Linked DNA regions of Zea mays: region 2 is linked to region 1. Evidence: chromatin contacts called from public Hi-C data. All regions are on one chromosome and are shown on one strand. The core of a region is the stretch at or near the end of the contact, and the rest is flanking DNA. Distances in the headings are between cores, read along the strand shown. Region 1 has its middle 60 kb from the start of LOC100194340. Region 2 holds the start of LOC100194340.

Region 1 (3,645 bases), core at 168-2,667:
AGGTCCACCATGGAATGTGCCTGGCACGGTATGTCCACCGTCGAGGTCGATTTCTTCTCCGCAGGTGACATGCATTTGGGGGAACCCACCGCCAATGGAGTTTGCCGGAACAGTAGGAGTCGCAGATCGAGCAGACGTTGATCCACACTGCCAGTAGTCGCCGCCGCGTCCGCCTCCACCACCTCCACCGTCGTGTCCGCCTCCTGCCCCAACATCGAGTCCGCCTCCTCCACCATGTTCGGCTCCTCCTGCACCACCGAATCGCCCTGCTCCTCCACAGCCGCGACCGCGTCCGTCTCCTCCACAGCCGCGACCGCGACCGCGTCCGCCTCCTCCACTGCTGCCCAATCCTCCCCCTCCGGTACTGCCTCCGCCGCTCAAGCCAGATCCCGCCATGGAGCAGCTCCTTCCAGCACGAACGCGAACTTGCTTCAGCAAATTTTGGCACGGGAATAGTAGATTTCGCGCGCGCGCAAGATTGGGGACGGAGTCGTGACGCGGAAATATGCGGGGACGAGCGCTGGTTATTCGGGTTTGGGTGGGGGGGGGGAATAGATGGACTGTTGGAGCGCTGAAAAGAGCTGTTTTGCTAATAAATCTTTTTTGGGGTGTTTTAGCGTGCTCTGTTGGAGTTGCTCTTAGAGGGGATCGGAATCTTAACTCTCTGAAAGCAGTAATGCTTGCTGAGGTAGGTCGTCATCTGTGTGTGCTAGCAGTACGGGTTAGCAATGTAGTTTCACTCTCTCACGGCACTTGTTTTTCGGTACTCCTATATGATATGACGACGATGTTTACGTACGTAAGCCGAAGCTTCTTTCTGTTTGGCGCCCATGCATGAGTCCTTCAGACAATTGGGTCATCCGCCTTTTCTTTCCCGTTCGAGTACGAGAAGTTCTAGACGCATCAGTACGTTAATGTAACCGTGTTACGTACTCTAGTCCTCCTACGAGCCAGCCGCTTGTCTTGACGGGAACCGTCGCATGCAATGCATGCAATGATAGTACGCGTGTCGATCGATCTTTCGCTTTTTTTTTTCTGGGCGGAATCAATATCGACGGCCGTCCCCGATCGACAGTTACCCACTCAGGTCTTTGAGTAGCTCCCTGTTCCTGCACCGCAGATTCCATGCCATCCCGTCTCTCTCGGCGGCTCTCGTTCACCTCACATGATTCAACAGGGACCCCAATCGTGACTTCTCCCTCCCTCGCATTCCGTCATGACCACCGGCTGCACTGCACTCGTTGACAGAGCCAAGAGCTCGCCCGAGCCCGACCGGGCTCGCGCTCGGCTCGCTGCTGCTGTAGGCAGGAAGGGATTTCAGGCACCCAATGCGCGCGGGCACGGCCCCGGTTGTCGCTGTCCCGCCTGTCCCGGTCCACGGCGACGGTGACGGCGGCTTTGCCTCCAGCTCATCATTCAGAGCGCGCGCCGCGCCATGCACGAGTACACACGACACGATCACAGGCGGACGGACGGGGTCCACGCGCTTCCACCGCCTCTCGCGACTCGCAGTTCGCGACTCGCAGTCGCAGTCGCGAGATGAAAGAGATTTTTATCTGCAGCGGCGGCGCCTCATCTTTTTAATCACCCCCATTTTGCGCTCTCTTCAGCTAGACCAGTTCCGGGTTTGCATTTCCATGACCATTTCAGCTAGAGCTAGACCAGTTCCGAGAGAACGCTGTTTTAGTTACCAACCTAGACAAGTGCTTGTCTAGGCTTATAATTACAACGTACATATCGGCTTTTCTGACATCACTATCGGAATTTGGCTCTTTACCAAGTGTCAAATTCTTTGCCGAGTGTTTTATTTCGGACACTCGGCAAAGAGCTCTTTGCCGAGTGCCACGCAAAAAACCCTCGGTAAAAGAAAACACTCGGCGAAGAAGCTCTTTGCCGAGTGTTTTATTTTTGACACTCGGCAAAGAGTTTTTTTGCCGAGTGTCTTTTTTTGACACTCGGCAAAAAACTCTTTGCCGAGTGTCACAAATACAACACTCGGCAAAGAGCTCTTTGCCGAGTGTTTTTTCTCCAACACTAGGCAAAGACAATTTAAAAATCACATTTTAAAGTAGTAAATTAATTCAAATGAAAAAAATTTCAACTACAAATTTGTATAACTCATCATGATGTACAATTTATATATTGAACATTTCTTCATATGACAAAATAAAAATAAATTTGTTCATAAAACATATATCTCTCTCGTAGTTTATGAAACTACGAGAGAGACGTATAGAATTTGTGCATATTGTTAGAACCATCATCTGAGATAAACAAATTACCAAACAACCAAAATAAACTTTGTAGATGTTGAGAAGCTATAGAAGTTTATAGTTGACAACTTTTTCATTTCAAGTCATATTGTCAACGAAAACTACGTCTGAATTTAAAAAATTTAAAATTTGAAATTTTGAAAACGACTTCGAAAGGAAAAACCACCAACATGAAAGTTGTAGGTATTGAAGAGTTATGAAACTTTGTAGTTGACAATGTTTTAGTTTGAAATCATCTTGTTACGCAAAACTATGTTTGAATTTTGAAATTTGAATTTTTCAAACTGTCTCGGATGGAAAAACCACCAAAATAAAAGTTGTAGGTCTTGAAATGTAATGAAACTTTGTAGTTGACAATTTTTTAATTTGAAATCATCTTATCATTGAAAATTTCGTGTGAAGTTTTTAAATGTAAGATTCAAATTTTATAAACGGTCTCGGATGTAGAAACTATTAAAATAAAACTTTTAGATCTCAAAAAGTTATGCAACTTTATAGTTGGTCACATTTTCAAATGAACTCATTTAGTGCCTTAAATAATCAAATTACTCTCGATTTGTTATAGTACATGGGGAATGGAAACGTAATATATACATAATTGGTGTAGTAGTGTAGTGGTATAGGAGGGTATGCGCGAGAGAGAGGTTGCGAGTTCGAATCTCACCATTTACAAAACATATAAGTTTGATTCAAAATAATAGTGAAAAATGATAGGGCAACAGGTAAGGTAATAGGGTAGGGTTGGAGAGTTGTTCCTAGAATTTAAAAAATGTTTTGCTGTTTTTTTAAATTTTTTCGATTCTTAATTTGCCGAGTGTTTTTCTTTGCCACTCGCTTTTTGACACTCGGCAAAGTCTTTGCCGAGTGTCTGAAAAAAAGCACTCGGCAAAGAACCCTTTGCCGATGAAATCTTTGCCGAGTGTTCTTTGCCGAGTGTTACACTCGGCAAAGCCTTTGCCGAGTGTAAAATAGTTTTTGCCGAGTGTCTTAGACACTCGGCAAAGAACGCGATTCTGGTAGTGCATTTAGCGTCCAGTTGATCCACTGTTGGTTTGTTACCTTCGAGCGGCTTACCCATACACATATCTATATGCAGACTTCACTATACGAACAGTATAGTCTACCGTGTATAACAATACAAAATAATTCTTATAGACAACAATAAAAAAATTGAGTCACAGAGATGCAGAAAAAGAAGATGAGACAAAGACAGCAAACAGTCAACTAGTTATATGGAGCTCTTGCATGCATATAGGTACAGTGGGGGCACATAGGAGGCAAATTAAATAAAAACAAACAGATGATACAATTTGCAATCTCCACCCGGCGGTTCAGGGGGGCGCCGTCGTGCAAGTGGCCCGGCCCGGGGCAT
Region 2 (3,496 bases), core at 792-3,291, 60 kb before region 1:
ACTATACTAATAACACGAATATTTTTTTTTAAAAAAAAAAAGATCGACGCGACGAGACGAGGTCAAGGATTTCAGTGACTTTAGCAACCTTTTTTTTTTTCCTGAACAGGAGGAACTTACAGTACTTGTGGAAAACTAATGGTTTAAATCATCAGTATGCACACGAAATGAAAAAGGATCTGTGGCTTCACCACCGTACCTTTGGACGCGAGTGCAGCCGTGCAGGGAAGGTGGCAGCCGCACTAGGAGATTCTGCGCATCAGAACTGTCCTGCTAGCTACCGCTGGCCCCCTCTCTCCCCTCACTCCAGTGAAGGCCAGCGACCTTGTCTGCAGTTATATATATATATATATATATATATATATATATATATATATATATATATATATATATATATATATATATATATATATATATATATATATATATATATATATATATATATATATATGATGTACACTGCTCATCTTTTAATTGGAGACTTTGTTTGGTTTCAAAATACAGTGCTGCCATTTGGACCTTATCTGAAGGTTTCTCTTTGGTAGCATAAAGAAAAATGGTTGGCTGGCGCTGGAAAAGACAAGGGAGTTCCAAGCTGACAGCTTGCGGTCCAGTTCGGAGATCTTGTCTTCGTTTCCAGCTGTTGTGTGCTTAAAAAACAATCGCAGCAAGCTAGAGGACATATCACTGGTCAGAGCAAATAAACTAAGGTACGTGGTAATCCTTATCCACCAGCGTCAGCGTTACATGCCTGTAGGACATTAGGAGCTGACGGGTTTCAGAGCTATCGTAAAGCATAATCATGTCTGAGCATGAACGAAAAGCTACCGCCGTTTGCAGCGCGAAATTAATCGTACGGGTCTACATCATCTCGCTCCTTGATTACAGGGGCTGATATGATGGCGCCGTCACGTATTTCGGCTCGTAAATGATCAGTTGTAGCTAGCGACATGCGGAAGACGTACGTACGACAGGCAGGCGCCAGCTGTTGGACGTCAGGCAGGCTCTAGCTAGCGACGGCGGTGCTGCTGCAACTGCACTAGCGTTCTTCCATTTGGGCGTCATTCATTCTGATTGAGAGAGAGAGAGAGCAGGCAGGCCTATTGTATTGACTGCGCACTGTGGCGCTAGCAGCAGGGAAACCGTTCATGATTGACTGACGAATTTGTCTAGTAGTAGCTGTAGCACTAGCTAGGTTGTTTTGCAGTTCCGATCATCAGACAAGAGACACCGTACGTTATTATATATTTTGCCGATCACGCGTGCCAGCAGCGGAAAAAAATTTGGTGCAGCACTACTGCAAACAGTCTGGTTTACAGCTCCTCACAAAAAATGATGATAGATCCCACCTGCAGTAGCAATAACATAACTACAACGTTATCTGGTGGACCTGCAGGTGGAGTCTATCTGCCTTTTTGTGAGGGGCTGTAAACAATATGATTTGCAGCAGAGCTGCACCAAATTTTTTTCCGCAGTAGCAGCCTTTAAACCAAAGTGGGAGGCCGCCTTGAATACGCTCGTCGATCCTACCCTCCTCGCGACGTCGTTAGCAGCACATCCATTGATTATCGGGAGGCGAGAATAAGTTGCGTTAATTAGCAGTAATCGCACGTCTAATTATTAAAACCGGTCGCCGCCGACGTAGGCCCATACCGGTAGCCACCCCCTCCCCCGGGGGAGCCAGCTGTGCGGAAAGGACGACGCAAGAACACGATCGAGCATGCATGCATAGGCATAGCAGCAATATAATACGCCAATACCAGTCCAAGGAAAAGAAGAAGAAGAAAAAAAGTGAAACGGGTAAGGTCTTACCAGGCACAGGCAGGATCAGCGGCGATGGACTCTGAGATGGGCAGGAGCTGTCGATCTGCGTCACCGGCGCGGCGGCCGGGAAACGACCAAACCAGCAGCAGCTAGCACTAGCAGAGCGGGCGGCGGCGGGACGTGCGATTCTTCTCCCTTTTCCCCGCTTTTTTTTCCTTAACCCGGAGGACGCGCCGCGAAGAGGAGAAGAAAGATGCTGCTGTGCGGGGGAAGAGCCTGCGTTGGGGAAGAATTGAAGGAAGAGACGAGGCTTTAGGCAAGCAGGGTTTTAAGGATGGACGATGGTGGGATCAGGGAAGAGGTCCGGCCCTGACCGTCCGTTTATATCTCTACTATTTCTTAAGAGGGTAAGGAGGGCGTCCACACCCTCATCATGGCTCCACCCTCCCCACCCCCGCTAATCTCGCTGCCACCGCTCACGCCCTCCTATTCGTCTCCACCGCGCTAAACTCGCCGCGGCAGTGCCCGAATTTTTTGTTTTTTAGCCCCTTTCGAGTCAAAAATTTACGTTTGGACCCCCAGAAATTTTATTTGCACGTTTGGACCCGAAGCTCGGCGCCACAGGCTGTGGCGCCGAGGTAACACAGCTCGGCGCCATAGCCTATGGCGCCGAGCTTCGTGACGTGGCAGTCCTGCGTGGCACCTAGCTCGGCGCTACAGATCTTGGCGCCGAGCTAGGAAAAACCCGCAAACTGCCTTCTCTCTGCGCGTTTCTTCTCTTCTCTGCTCATTCCAAATCACGCCGCCGCCGTTTACGAAATCGCCGCCGCCGTCCACAAATCGCCGCCGCCTGCCCCAGCTCCGGCTCGCCGCCGCCCGCCCGCCCGGCCCAGCTCCAGCTCGCCGCCGCGATCCCCGCTCGAGCTCCGCCCGAGCTCGCCCGGAGTCACTGCCGCCGCCCGCCCGCCCCGAGTCCCTGCCGCCGGCCGCCCGCCCCGCTCCAGCTCCGGCCCGGCTCGCCGCCGCCCGCCCCACGCAGTCCACTGCCGCCCCGAGCTCGCCCGCAGTCCACTGCCGACCAGTCCCCGCCGCCCGGAGTCCGGCCAACGATCGGCCACCGCCCGCTCCGGCCCCGGTAGCTCCCGCCCCCACTGCCGACCAGTATTTTTTTAATTTCTTAGTTTGTAAACTAGTAGTAATTAGTTAGGTATCCACTTATTTATTGTTTAGTAAATAGTTAGATATTTCGTTGTTAGTGTTTATTAAAATAGTTAGCTAGTTTGTTGCGTAGTATATTGATAGTGTTTAGTAAATTCTTAGTGATTATATAGTTACCATTTTGTTTAGCGCATTGATATTACATGTTTTCTGTGTTGGCAACCATCGTGTTGTCGTTTATTCGCAGGTTCTATAAACATCACTTTACAGGGGAGGTGCTGCCAAATTTTTTACTGACAATTGGTTTTTTTTACGTAGGTGTTCGTCCGACTTGACCTTCTCCACCGTTAGCTGGACTCGTACGCGTTCTCAGGTATACATAGTTTTCGTACATTATTTATAGATTATGTAATTTCGTTTGATGTGTTCATTTAATATTTACTGTATAGTTATTAGTTAATATATATTTATTACTTAGTAAGTTAGTAGGCTTAAGTATATAGCCATTATTGAGTTAGTAATCCATTTTTGCAATAGATGGACAGCCTAGTAACACTATACCATGGAGGAAGGG

What was found. Hi-C and Micro-C count contacts between places; a contact is called where the count stands out from the background.
Region 2: a Hi-C map of leaf shows a contact between it and region 1, with 3 times the contacts expected there. The contact joins the promoter of LOC100194340 here to the enhancer-like site in region 1. A contact is called at or near these places in 4 of 25 Hi-C or Micro-C datasets (ear, leaf and tassel).

Annotation. Positions count from the first base shown.
Region 1 is chr2:35,200,168-35,203,812 of Zm-B73-REFERENCE-NAM-5.0, reverse strand. It overlaps the pseudogene LOC109944153. Among protein-coding and RNA genes, the nearest start is that of LOC100194340, 60 kb to the left of the region's middle. Within about 2 kb of position 1,417, at least 16 of the 20 cell types and tissues checked have an H3K27ac peak or open chromatin away from gene starts, as enhancers often do. A contact at or near this core is called in ear, leaf and tassel, where this site is marked.
Region 2 is chr2:35,260,813-35,264,308 of Zm-B73-REFERENCE-NAM-5.0, reverse strand. LOC100194340 reads right to left here and starts at 2,041. Exons shown (of 6, transcript NM_001139376.2): 1 at 1,813-2,041.